2 separate regions of the Rattus norvegicus genome follow, and region 1 is linked to region 2. Evidence: chromatin contacts called from public Hi-C data. All regions are on one chromosome and are shown on one strand. Each heading gives the region's core, a stretch centred on a gene start, on an enhancer-like site or on the middle of the called end of the contact. The rest is flanking DNA. Distances are from core to core; before and after follow the strand shown. Region 1 holds the start of Hectd3 (HECT domain E3 ubiquitin protein ligase 3). Region 2 holds the start of Tesk2 (testis associated actin remodelling kinase 2).

What was found. A called contact is a pair of places that touch in the nucleus more often than the background predicts.
Region 1: a contact with region 2 is called in a Hi-C map of the A7r5 cell line, with 6 times the contacts expected there. The contact joins the promoter of Hectd3 here to the promoter of Tesk2 in region 2. A contact is called at or near these places in 10 of 12 Hi-C or Micro-C datasets (the A7r5 cell line, the Rat2 cell line, Schwann cells and 6 more) and 1 of 1 datasets of contacts at active chromatin or transcription factors (oligodendrocytes).

What each region holds. Positions count from the first base shown.
Region 1 is chr5:135,701,620-135,708,635 of GRCr8, forward strand. Hectd3 (HECT domain E3 ubiquitin protein ligase 3) reads left to right here and starts at 4,818. Exons shown (of 21, transcript NM_001399212.1): 1 at 4,818-5,289; 2 at 5,479-5,639; 3 at 5,902-5,994; 4 at 6,072-6,207; 5 at 6,456-6,571; 6 at 6,660-6,773; 7 at 6,908-6,990. The coding sequence starts at 4,921. It overlaps Urod (uroporphyrinogen decarboxylase), which reads right to left and starts at 3,761. Exons shown (of 10, transcript NM_019209.1): 1 at 3,705-3,761; 2 at 2,961-3,073; 3 at 2,760-2,839; 4 at 2,620-2,682; 5 at 2,192-2,389; 6 at 1,931-2,092; 7 at 1,033-1,170; 8 at 809-909; 9 at 645-711. The coding sequence starts at 3,724.
Region 2 is chr5:135,417,864-135,424,695 of GRCr8, forward strand. Tesk2 (testis associated actin remodelling kinase 2) reads left to right here and starts at 3,821. Exons shown (of 11, transcript NM_133396.2): 1 at 3,821-4,094.

The DNA of each region.
Region 1 (7,016 bases), core at 3,568-6,067, 280 kb after region 2:
GGTTACTGTCAGTAACAACATCTATCAGAAGCCTCATATGTCTCAGATATTAAGAAAATAGAAGTGAGGCGCCTGTGAGAGGTCAGGTGCTTGCTCTGCAACCCTGATGACCTCAGTTCAGTCACTAGGACCCATAAAAAGATAGACGATAACTGACTCCTCAAAGTTGTACTCTAACCTCCTCATATGCAGCATAGCATACAGACCCAACACACAATAACAATAGTAAATATTACCAAAATTACAAATGAGAGCTGGGTGTGATGGGTATATCCATAATCCTAGCACTTTCAAGGCCAGCCTCAGCAACACAGTGAGGTTGAGGCTAACCTGGGCTACATGAGACTCTGTCTCAAAAAAGGGAGGCAGGGTCAGGGACTTAACTCAGTAGTAAAAAGCTTTCCCAGCAAGCACAAGGCTCTGGGTTGGGTCCTTAGTTTCAAGGAGTGTCCATGAGGGTTCAAATGGACAGCCACAAAAATAAAATTTAAATTTTAAAAATGTCCTGTTTTCTTAGAGTTTACATTGTGTGTATAGAATAGAGAGGGGAGACAGGTGTAATAAAACCATACATACATGATCACCCAGCCATTGCACATTGCGCAGAGAAAACCTTGTACACACATGTTGCACCCAGTTATTACCTCAGATGCATACAGGGCACAGGGATCCAGGTTCCCCTGCAGAGTCACTGTCTTTCCAACACGTTCCCTAGAAGCAGAGGCACCGCCACATTCTCACCACTGTACTGTTTGGGGATTTTACCCCCTCCACCTCAGCCTCTCCTGCCCACTTCTCCCTCACTCACCGGGCTTTCTTTGGAGCCACTGTCCAGTCAAGTCCAACTACCTCATAGCCAGCCTGGGCCAGCTCTTCCAGGGCAAAATGTCCATCCTTGGCAAAGATGATCTGAAGAGAAAGCAGATCTGACACTAAGGCTCTCTTGGGTGTGCTTCTGCTGCCCTCAAGTGGTGATTTCAGTCTCTGCAGGCTGAGAGCTGCACCCTTCACTCAGCCTGTCCCAGTCCTCACCATGGGCACTGGTGCCAGGCCCGCCTTCTGCAACCCAGCCTTCACTCGCTTGGCCACATCACGGATGTAAGGCAGTGCAAACTTGCTGAAGAGCTCGGAGCCAAGATGTCCTGCGTGGGACTCAAAGAGCTGCAATGCCTGTAAATAGGTGATAAGAAAAACACACAAAGAGGAAGCACCTCAGGCTCCACATACACGTGATGGCGTAATTCTCCTCAGGTGACTTTAAACCCTGACACATTCCCCGAGGCTAGGAGCTCAATTCCAGTCAACAAGTTTTGCCTTAAAGAAAAAAATAGAAGCCAGCAGTGGTTGTGCACACCAGCCAAAGATACACAAGAGAAACAAACAAACAAAAAAAAAGAAAAGAAGGAAGGAAGAAAGGGAAGAGAGACAGACAGGTAGTGGCACACACGACTTTAACCCCAGCACTTGGTTAAGAGACAGAAGCAGGTGGATCCAAAAAAAAAAAAAAAAAGTTTTACCTTCTCCAGATCCTAACAGCAACTTTACATTGCAAATACTCAGACCTTAAAGTCTGGCTGACAGCTTCAGGAAGGGCTAAGGATCTAAATGGTTCTCAACCTGTGGGTCACAACCCCTTTGGGGTGGATTGACCCTTTCACAAAGATCAGATATCCTACAAATCAGATGTTTACGATTCACAACAGAGCAAAGTTACAGCTATGAAGTAGCAACAAAGTAATTTTACAGTTGGGGTCACCACACCGTGAGGAACTGTATTAAAGGGTGACAGTATCAGGAAGATTGAGAACCACTTAGATACTCTAACCAGATCACTGGAGGAAAAGTAACACCCCTCATTTCTCCAGTTTAGGAAACCATTGCCTTGGATCCTCATAGACCAAGCTGCAACCTATTTGTCCCTAAGACTCACCTGAGCACCAGCAGCTACTTGTCCTATTAGATATGGGACCAGAGCATCAGTGAGTATGCCAAGCAGCTTGTGACTGGCCAGTGGCTTCTGATAGAGCCATCGCTTGGCCTGAGCCATGGTACTTGAACTGCCGCCTTCAACCATGTACGTCATCAGGGTCCACTGCAGAAAGATGCAGATGGCAGGACATAGAATTCTTTGTCTATTCCAGACCTAGCCTGATCTCTTCATGCTCCCGTCCACACCCCTGTGCCACATTACCGGAGCACCAGCAAAGCCAATCAGTGGCACACGTCCAGCCAGCTGTTGTCGGGTAAGGGTGATGGCTTGGAACACATAGCCTAACTCTGAAGCCACTGCTGCTGGATCCCGTAGACGCTCTAAGTCCCGCTCTTCTCTTAATGGCTCTGGAAAGCTGGGTCCTTTGCCAGGTACCATGGTCACCTCCATGCCCAGTGCCTTAAGGGGGATAAAATATCTGGGTACACAACCTGGAACTCAGAGGGAAGGGTTCTGTTCAACACATGCAACAAAGAAAAGGCTGAACCCCCTGTAAACTCCATTCCTAGTGTTTTCCTCTTCCCACTTCTGAAATTATCTTGAAACCTGATAGGACAGAGGATTTGCAATAAGTGCATTCCTCTCTCCCCCTTTTTTAAAGCCCACATTCCAGGATTAGGATTGAGTACCTGGGGTACAACAAGGATGTCAGAGAAAATTATAGCAGCATCCAGAGGAAACCTTCGCAGTGGCTGCAGGGAATAGCAAATAGGTTAGTAAGGCCACCCACTGAGGGCATAAACCCCACCCTCATTTGTGAGGCCCTCACCTGCAGAGTCAGTTCACAGCAAGCCTCAGGAGATCGACAGGTGCTGAAGAAGTCCTGGGCAGCCCTGGTTTCCCTAAACTCTACAAGAGGAGATGGAGAACAGGACTCAACCATGAGGTCTTCCAAAGTTACCATCTTCCCCTGAAGAATTTCACCAACTAGATTTTCAGGTTTTATCTAGACCACACCTTTACCCCTGACCTGGTAAGTAGCGGCCTGCTTGTCTCATGCACCAAACAGGAGTATAGTCTGTTTCCTCTCCCCAGGCTGCTCTCAAGAACGTGTCATTCTTCAGCTCCGGGAAATTCTGGAGTCTGCGGATGAGATGGAATGTACAGGTAGGAGTAAATGTCATTATGCTAGACCGTGGTTTGGGGAAGGCGTGGGTTCAGTCAGGCCGCTATCTGCCTCCTCCAGGCCTGCTTGCAAACCATGGCTCCCCACCCACAGCTCCTCCCCTCTATCAAGTTGCACACAAGTTTCCAGGAGAAGGGCCCCACTAGGGCCTCTTTCCTACACATTTGTCCACTTTCCCAAACTCAAAGAAACTGGAGGTACTAGGGAAGTGGAAAGAAAATCCAGTAAGGAAGTTTGGGGAAAGGGAGTTAATTTCAGGCAAGCTTCTGAAGCTGAGGTCCCCAAACCAAGAGAGAAAGGATCAAAGCTGATGGTCCCAGGTGCTAGTTAGTTCTGAGTCACCTAGAAAGGAAGTCTTGGAATGCAGTCCCGCAAAGTAGTCCGTGGAATGGAGATTGCGGGAAGAGGGGGGGGGGGGGGGCAGGGAACGAAAAGGTTCCGTTCCATGATTGGAAGATATGGAATCTCCGCGACTTGGGTTGGTGCTTGGAGATCTCCAGAAAAATAAGAGTTTAAGGACATATCCCTGAATTGGAAGACTCGGATCGGAAAGCAACGTAGCTACAGCGCGTGCAACAGAAAACTCACCCCAAGCCGTTCGCCTCCATGGTAAACAGTAACTGAGCGGTCACCGCTTTAATCTGAGTCTCCGCCCCTACAGTCCAGGCCCCGCCCCTTCCTGAAGAGAACCACGGGCGGCGCCATATTGAGAACCACGTGACCAGACCAGTGACAGCTGTGGGGCTGCCTTCCCCGCTGCCCGTAGGACCCCATCAATTTTTCACCGTAAAGTCCACTGTGGCGACGCAGTAACAAATGACCCAAAGGAAAATTTAAACTTTTCTCATCTGTGGTCTAGAAATACTGAAGACTTAGCACAGGCCTCGCTCTCACTCCCGTTCATAAGTCTAACAATGTTGTTTGGCAAATGAACGGTGCAGAAGGTTGTAAAGGAGCCGAAGATTTTAGAGTCCACATGTACATTACTAACCAATTTGTAGGAATGATAGAGTGCTGCTCAAGACAGGGACTGCTCTACCAATCGTTTAAACCAAAACTTGACAATCACATTTAAGTGGGCAATGATTATTAGTCTTCTGGAATTAGAAGCAACAAATAGCGTCCATCCAGAGTGATTTATACATTTCTGTCAGTGACTGAACATTTAGTCAGTCATGCGCCCCCTAAGACAGATAGTTGAGCAATTTTTATGAGATTTCTCAAGTCTGGTGTGGTAGCTCACGCTTTTAATCCCAGCAGTCGGATGGTAGAGGTGCGAGGATCTTTTAAGTTTGAGGTCAATCTGGTCTACAAAGTGAGTTCCAGTACAATCAAAGCTACACAGAGAAACCCTGTCTCAACAAAACAGTACAACACAACAAAAAGATTCCTTCAAATGTAATGTTTGTTAGGGACAGGGAGAGAAAAACATGAGGCCAAAGCATCAGAGTAGATGGAATAAAGGCTTGAACAAGGGTAGTAGCACTAGCTCTAGTTAGAGGATCGCGAGCTCGAGATCAGCCTGGGCTACATAATGAGACCTTACCTTAAGAATCTAGTTTTGAGTCTGATTTGATAAGCCAGGGTCAGGGCGGAAGGGGTGGTGAGGGGAGCGAGTCACAAAATAGGGACTATCAGAGTACACCTGACAAATTTGGTAGCAATAGGTTGTGCATTTAATCCAAAACATACGGTAAAGTAGGGTGTGAGGTGGGGCAGGGTGTGGTGGGAAGCTCTGCTTGCAGTCCCCGGGCTGCGGCGGGGCAGGGTTTCCCTGGACGAGTCTCACTTCACGGGCTTCACTATGGCCGGCCCGGGCCCCGGCGCAGCGCTTGAGTCCCCGCGACAGCTCCTGGGTCGCGTGCGCTTCCTGGCCGAGGCGGCGCGGAGCCTCCGGGCCGGGCTGCCACTGCCTGCGGCGCTGGCTTTCGTGCCGCGAGAGGTGCTCTACAAGCTTTACAAGGACCCAGCGGGACCCTCGCGCGTGCTGCTGCCTGTGTGGGAGGCAGAGGGCCTGGGACTTCGTGTGGGTGCTGCGGGCCCTGCCCCGGGCACAGGCTCGGGACCGCTGCGCGCCGCCCGTGACAGTATCGAGCTTCGGCGAGGCGCCTGCGTACGCACCACCGGCGAGGAGCTGTGCAACGGCCACGGGCTCTGGGTGAAGTTAACCAAGGTGCGCCCGGGCTGGCCGGGACCCCACAAAAGACCCCCTGGATCTAGCCAAAGCTCTGGTTGTTCCGCCCCCTTATCCCATAGTGAGCTGGCATTGCTTTCCGTGCTCTTTGCCCTGGGTTGGGCTGGGCGAGCAATTGAGCTGATTTCTGTCCCCTGACGGCTATCTCCATCTGGCGCGTCCCTGCAGGAGCAGCTGGCTGAACACCTGAGTGACTGTAGTTTGGACGAAGGCTGGCTTCTAGTGTGTCGCCCAGCGGAGGGCGGAGCCCGCCTTGTACCTATCGACACTCCAGACCACCTGCAACGGCAGCAGCAGCTATTTGGCGTGGACTACCGGCCGGTGCTCAGGTCCTGCAACTGAAGGAACGCGATTTGGCGTCTGGCGGATGCGGGGGGGGTGTGAGGGGAGGCGGGGTTGGAAACACAACCAAAATCTAAACCTTAGGTTGTGAGAGAGTTTTGGGTGGGAGTAAGAACTGGCAGAGATGAGACCTGAAGGAGGATGAGGCTTCTAGAGGCTTGGAGCTAGAACTCGAGAAGGCTCCAGATCCTAAGGTGGTTTCTGTTGCCTGTGCCTCCCTCCTCATTTACTCCACTCTGTGCCCCACAGATGGGAACAGGTGGTGGACCTGACGTACTCACATCGCCTGGGCTCCAGGCCTCAGCCAGCAGAGGCATACACAGAAGCTGTACAAAGACTACTGTGAGTTATCTGGAATGGGGTGGGAGAGGAGGGATCAGGGACTGAACCCAACTTAATTAGGGGTTTGGGTTGTTTAGCTATGTACCACCAACGTGGACATATGAGTGCGACGAAGACCTGATCCACTTCTTATATGACCACCTGGGCAAAGAAGATGAGAACCTGGGTAGCGTGAAGCAGTATGTGGAGAGCATAGATGTTTCTTCCTATACGGTGGGTGCTGGGACTCCTCCTGTGCCTAGATACAGTCACATCCCTCAGTGCTAGGTCCAGAACTCCTATCACCAAACTAGGACCACACCATCATCCCCATAGGCCATACTTAGTCCCACTACCCTTGGAACCCCTTTAAGGAACCCCAGACAGCTTTTCTACCCTACACCCACTCCAACTCTACTGTTTCTGTTCCCTAGCCCAAAACGCATGCCCAGTGTGATTCCACCTCTCCGCCCCTACCTTAGGAGGAGTTCAATGTATCCTGCCTGACAGATAGTAATGCAGATACCTACTGGGAGAGCGATGGGTCCCAGTGCCAACACTGGGTACGGCTTACCATGAAGAAAGGCACAATTGTCAAGTGAGTAGGCTCTGGGCGTGACAGGGTGGGTGAGCCATGTGCTATGGGTGCCTAGAGACTCACTCAGATACATACTCTGAGTCCTCAGGAAGCTGCTACTCACAGTGGATACCACAGATGACAACTTCATGCCGAAGCGGGTTGTGGTCTATGGGGGTGAAGGGGACAACCTGAAGAAGCTGAGTGACGTGAACATTGACGAGTGAGCAGGACTCCCTGGAGTGGGAGGTGGGACACGATGTTAACAGTGGGGCCATGCTCAGCTTGAATGGAGCCCTAGAAGTTCCTGAAGCCTGAGGCAGCAAATATCTGAACTGCTTTATGCCTGTCTCCTAGGACCCTGATCGGGGATGTCTGTGTATTAGAGGACATGACCGTCCACCTTCCAGTCATTGAGATCCGAATCGTTGAGTGTCGAGGTAGGGCTCAGGGCTATAAGGAGTCC
Region 2 (6,832 bases), core at 2,571-5,070:
CCCCATAGACTTGTCTACTGACCAATCGGATGGAGGTGTTTTCTCAGTTGATTTGCTCACTTTTCAGGCTGGAGAGATGACTCTAGAACTTAGAAGCACTGGCTGCTTTTTTTTTTTTTTTTTTGGTTCTTTTTTTTGGAGCTGGGGATCGAACCCAGGGCCTTGCGCTTCCTAGGCAAGCGCTCTACCACTGAGCTAAATCCCCAACCCCCATTGGCTGCTTTTTTAGAGGTCCCAAGTTCAATTCCCTATATCCACATGGTGGCTCATAACCATCTTGTGCCCTCTTCTGGCATGCAGGCATTCATGTGGGCAAAACATTATGTATATAACAAATCTTAGAATAAAGATTCTCACTTCTTAGATAACCATATCTTGTGTTAAGTTGAAAGAGAACTAAACAGTTTGAAAGGTGTATCTTCTTAGGCATCGGAGGGCACCTTTACTTTCTTCTTTCCTGGTCTTTATGTTCTAGAGGGTTCACGATTTCCTAAGAGTCAGCCGCATTTCAGAGACCTCATGAGGCCTCTTCCAGTGGTAAGTGTAGACAAAAGATAGTGCCATCCATCCACCAATTAGGTCTTTGTATGCATTTGCCTAGAACTAAGATGTGTAGTCAGCTTATGGGAAGGTTCCAAGTCTTAATTCAGGCTGGCAAGAGAAGACAGTTATTTGAAATAAAAATAATAAAAGGATGAGGGAGTAAAACAGGAACTACTTTTAGTAACAGTATATTTAAATCTCTGGCCCAACTAATAGCCAACGTTATAGGGAGAGGGCCTTGGACATTGAATAGTTATAGGGATGTCTCCCACATTCTTTCATTTGCGTGTGTGTGTGTGTGTGTGTGTGTGTGCAGTTACACCTGATCATGCTCACCATGAATATGTGGTGGCCAGAGGTAGGGTCTCTCAGTGGGTATGAGAGTGCACATCTTTAATCCCAGCTCTTGGGAAGGGAAGAAGAGGCAGGTGGATCTCTGAGTTCAAGACCAGTCAGGACTGTATATTATACCTTGCCAGAGAGAGAGAGAGAGAGGGAAGGGAAGGAGAGGTTTCTTGCTTTTGTTTTATTTATTGTTATTGCTTGCATGTATGTCGGTACCACTGTACTTGCCTGGTGCCTACAGAGGCCAGATGAGAGCATTGGATCCTCTGGAACTGGAGTTAGCTAGAATTAGCATATATATGCTGGAAATCAAACCAGGATCCACTGGGAAAGCAGTCAGTGCTCTTAACTGCTGAGTCATCTTTCCAGCCTCATATTTATTTATTATGTATTATATATTTACCTAGACTGGCTCAGAACTCTGTGTAGTTCAGATTGGCTTCAAACTGGTTTCAATCCTGCCTGAGTCTCCTGATTGCCAGGATTCCAAGTGATACAGACCCAGTTTTATTTTGGTGTGTATATGACAATCCTGTGTTGTCCAGGCTGGTTTCAAACTCTTTTTATAGCCAAAGATGGCCTTGTCCCTCCTCTCGACACCCCCAGGTGTTGGAATTATAGGTATGCACTACCAAACCTGGCTTGCTTGTGTACATGACTGAGAGTGTGCATTCATGCTATGGTGTTGGGAGTAGGAGACAACTCTGGTGTTGGTCTCAGCCTCCCACCCCCCAGACTCTTCCTCATGTTTGCATGGCAACTACTTATACCCACTGTATTATTTTCCCCCTTTTTATATTTTTATTTTGAGGCCAGGTATCAAGTATCTCAGACTGCCCTAGACTCCATATGTAGTTGAAGATGATCTTGAACTCCTGATATCCTGTCTCCACTTTCAGAATGGTGGATTGATAGGAGTCTGGGCTTCATGCATACTAACACTGCCAAATGGACTGCATCTCCAGCTCTAAATTTTAAAAAAACTGTTGTTTAGACCCACTTTTTTTTTTTTTTTTAAAGATTTAATATATATAAGTACACTGTAGCTGTCTTCAGTAACACCAGAAGAGGGCATCAGATCCCATTACAGATGGTTCTGAGCCACCATGTGGTTGCTGGGAATTGAACTCAGGACCTCTAGAAGAGCAGTCAGGTGTTCTTACATCTCTCCAGCCCCCTAGACCCACTTTTAACACAAGCTTTTCCACCAAGCCTCTCTTTGTGAAAACTGGGCAGATGGTTCATGTGTCACGGTGGCATTGTTTAGCCCTGATTGCTGCCAGTTGTATTTATCAACTGTTTGAATCAAGCTCTGTGGGAGACACACACTTGCAAGGGTGCTAAGTCTTTCAATAGAAGTGTTGGAGGACAAGGTGGACACATAGCACCTGAACTGCCACCAGGTGGCAGCACATAATTTATGTCTGAATGATTCTGAACAGGCCAAGAGAAGTGGGCTGGAGTTAAGTGCCTTCAGAGATTCTGTGCTATTAATTACTTTTCCTTAACCAATTCCCTATTTAAGTTATGCTTCTGTTCAAGGACAAATCACACAGCATTTAAAACAAAAAGATAATTTTATTAAACTCCACTCATGTTCAACCTCTTCTAATTTTATTTCCTACTATACATTTTCTTAAATTCAGTTGCCAGCAGGACCACCTTCATTCCGTTATTATTGTCAGTGCTGGGGATTGAACCCTGGACCACATGGTACATACTCTATCATTGCTTTCTGCCCCTAATCTTATTTTAATTATTTATGTCCCACATACTAAAGACTTCTGAAGGGAGATCCCTAAACCTTTTGGAATAATAAGGCTGTATCTATCTGCTCTTATTCTTGTATTGCAGTCTGCTCAGCTATAAGATTGTTTTGTTTTGTTTTGTTTTGTTTTGTTTTGTTTTGTTTTGTTTTTTCGGAGCTGGGGACCGAACCCAGGGCCTTGCGCTTCCTAGGTAAGCGTTCTACCACTGAGCTAAATCCCCAGCCCTCAGCTATAAGATTATGAACCCTTAAGATCCATGGGTACGGAAAGCGTGAGGAAATCTATACCTGATGAACAGTTGGATAGTACTTATTCCCTTCGAAGATCTTTCATAATTCTCCTTGTCAACCTAGCTGGTTATACCAATACTCTAAACCTTCTCTGAATTCAATCTCTTCCTTTGGCGTTTCATATATATTATCCTTATTGCTCTATCTCGAGTCGCTAGGAATTATGTGCTAATTTTTGCTTGTCAGTATACTGCGATCCTGCAGGACACTGCATTCAATCCTGCCGAACACCTTTTTTTTTTTTTTAAAGGTTTATTTATTATATGTAAGTACACTGTAGCTGTCAGAACAGGGCATAGGATCGTGTTACAGCAGATTGTGAGCCACCATGTGGTTGCTGGGATTTGAACTCCGGACCTCTAGAAGAACAGTCAATACTCTTAACCACTGAGCCATCTCTCCAGCCCCCTGCAGAACATCTTATTCAAAAGCGGCGCCAGTCTAGTGCTTGTTTAATTAGCTTAATTAATTACCAATCGCTTCTGTTTGGGGGTTTTGATTGGTCTCTCCGTGTCCTGCCCTCGGAGACTAGGTTTTCCCCGACAAGGTGAATTCTCTGCTCTAGGTTCCGCTTTTTCAACACACTGTGCCTTCTGTTTTTACCTCCACTCCCTTCCTATTGGTTCCCTTCATCTTATAAGAGTTGGCGCGGAGCGTTGCTGATTGGCTTTTCTGGACGCCCATTGTGCCCACCCTCGTACCACGTGGTATTCCTAACGTTAATTGGGTAACTCTACTAGCTCGTTTGTCAAAGATTGACGATTGATTGGCTACTCTGACGGAGGCCTGGGGAGGGGGCGGAGCTCACAGGGCCCCGCCCCCAGTCCCCTGCCCCCAGGCGTTTCAGACACTCACCGGCAGGGAGCCGAGAGTTTCCAGCTGCCTTCTCAGTCCCTGCGGTGATCCGCCTCCGGGCCCCGCCGAGCAGGCGGGGGAAAGCAGCCCAGACGGCAAGGCCATGGCAGTAGCCTCCTGCTCCTGCGCCGCTCCTGGCCCTAAGCAATCGCCGACTTCTGCGCGAGGGACCCCGGTCTCCTCCGCAGGCTAGACAGCCACGACCGGGAGCTGCTATGCTCGCTCTGGGCCGCTGCCTCCCTTGCCCTCCGGCCGGCGCAGACGCCCCCTCCGCCGCTCAGTTGTGCCTCAGGTAACATTGGGAGAGAGTGCCAGAGGACCGCAGCTCGGCATCCCTGCCGCGCGCTCAGCCTTGGCTCACGGGTCGCTGAGCACTGGACAATCCGGTGCCTTACTTGAGATTCTCAAAGAGTCAGGGGACTGTCTCTCGCCCCTCTCCTTCTTTCCTTTCCCTTCTCACTTCCCTCATGGTCCCGGGACAGTCCCCACCTCGTCTCAGAGGCCGAGAACTTACTGGAAGTTATACTCGAGTTGAGGTTGCGTCTGACCTTCCTCACTTGTGAAGTTGTGGAATCCTTCATGTTCCGCTCCCCTTCTGAGTGTGCCTCACTGGTCTCAGTACCCACGTCTCCCCGAGATCTGGATTCCCTCCGAAACGTGCTCATCTCTCCTAACCACCCTGACTCCTATCCTAAGAGACTTCTCCTTTTTATTTATTTAGTTTTTTGCCCTTCCTTTTGAAGACTTATCTAAACTACGATTCGGATTTAGCTGGAAATAAAATCCAGATTACTCGAATTGAAAAACTTCAATTTATACCTCTGAGAAAAACTTGTTAAAGAATTTGGACATTATTTGTAGGCACACGGAGCCATTGAAGGTTGTAAGCAGGAGCTTGATAAGGATTATCTCTGGAAAATGGGAAAGAAAGATTGAAAGTAGAACCGGAGAGCAGAAGGCCCAGGTAGGCAGGAAACTATTGTGCTTCTGTGGGCTAGAGAGGATGAATGGACTGGAATAGTTGTAGGAAAATGAAGAGAATGGCATGAAATTCCAAGAACTTTCAAAATAGAATTTGGAGGGTTTGTTGTTTTCTGCTTTTCTAAGTAAGGATTTCTCATTGGTTTATGATACGGGTTTGGTGATGTTAATGGAAACAATGTGAAGACGCAATTTTGAAGAGTGATAAGTTTGGTTGTGGACAAGTTCAATCTGAATTTTTCAAATAGAGGTGGAAAATTGGTCATAAAACTTGAGAAAGTTAAGCTCTAAAGACATAAATTGGAATTATATAGGAATACTTGAAACCTTAGTACCTCTTGGTAGTACTCCAGAAAGCTGAGAATCGGGCTGTAGACAGAGGCAGCATTGCTGAGGACAACAGACACTGAAGAGCTAGCTAGAGCAGAATGGCAGTATTACTGAAGCCAAAGGAAGGCAGTCTCCAGAAGGGAGGGGGTACCCAGGCGCCTCAGAGGACAAGTAGAAGAGGAGTGCAAAGCCAGTGTGTTTGGCCATTAGGAGGTGACTTATTTTCTTTCCAAGGCAGTTTTGATCATCTGGTGGTTGTGAAACTGTGGTCAGCGCATGGTTTTAGGAGTGAGTGGAAGGCAGCAGTGAGTAACATGCCTTTCTCCTTTCTCTTTCTGCTTGTTTGTTTCAGGTAGGATTGTGTAGTACAGGCCAGCCTGGAATTATGTATGTTATCACACTAGACTGGCCTTATTTTTATTGTGATCAGCTATCTGTAGATGAATCAGATTTCTCTGGAGGTTGAAGGAACTGTGCTGAGTTTCTGACGTGACCATTATGGGAGGGATCATCAGTGGGAAATAGCAGGGATTTTTTTTTTTTTTTTTTTTTTTTTTAGATTTACTTTTATTCTATGTGATGAGTGTGATTTTTCTGTTGGTTTGTTTTCAGACAGAATCTCAAGGTGTAGCCCTGACTGACTTGGAACTCACTATGTAGGTCATGCTGTATGGTGTATAAGTGTTTGCCTGTGTGTATATTTGTGCACCACATGTGTGATGGTGCCCAGAGGTCACAAAAGGGCAGTAGACTCCTGGGACTGAGGTGAAGATTGTCGTGACTGCCACGTGGGTGCTAGGACTTGAACCCAGGTTCTCTAGAAAAGCAAGCGCTTTAAACCACTGAGCATCTCCAGCACCAAGGATAAAGGACCTACCTGCCTACCTTCCTTCCTTTTTATATTCAGATCCACTTGCCTCTGCTGGAATTGAAAGGGTGTGCCACCACCAGATTCTACATTTTCTTCAACATCCTAAGAACAGGAAGACAAAAAACAAAACATCCCAAAAGATTGGGTTGATCCAAAACTGGAATTTGAAAACAGAACTATGAAAGGGGAGCCACTTTACAGACTGCTAATAATAGTGTGGATCTGTGATGATGCACAGTGTGAATTAGAAGTTATAAGAAGTAAAGTCTGGGGTTGAAGAGAGGTGGCTTAGCTTTTAAGAGCACTAGCCGTTCTTCTAGAGGACACAGATGCAGGTCCCAGTGACTGTATACAACTATGTGTAACTCCAGTTCTGCGGGAGCCAACACCCTGTTCTAGCTTCCTTGGGCAGTGCATACACACAATGCACAGACATATAGGCAAGACACTCATGTGTATAAAATAAACAACAACTTTAAAAAGTACTTGTAGAATGAGGAGATAATCAGAACTGTGATGGAAGACTGGATTTTGTAAGAAGAGTTCTTTCAAGGCCAAGGAAGAAAAAAAGGTGTAACTGACTGTCTCAGTGTTGTCAAAGGGAAGTGGAGTTGTAGGTTATTAAAATAGTTCAACAGCGGTAAGGGCTGTGTTGACTCTGTCATCTGTATGGATGTCATAATTACTCAATATGATAGTAGGAGATGGAAGGCAGGAGATATTATAGGTGGGGCCTATCATCAACGAGGAGGAACCCACATGTTAGAAACTAGTATTCAGTGATAGAGAGGTTTGTGTTTAAATTAACAGTGAGGTTCTCAGACATCTGGGTGATTTCAATGTATGAT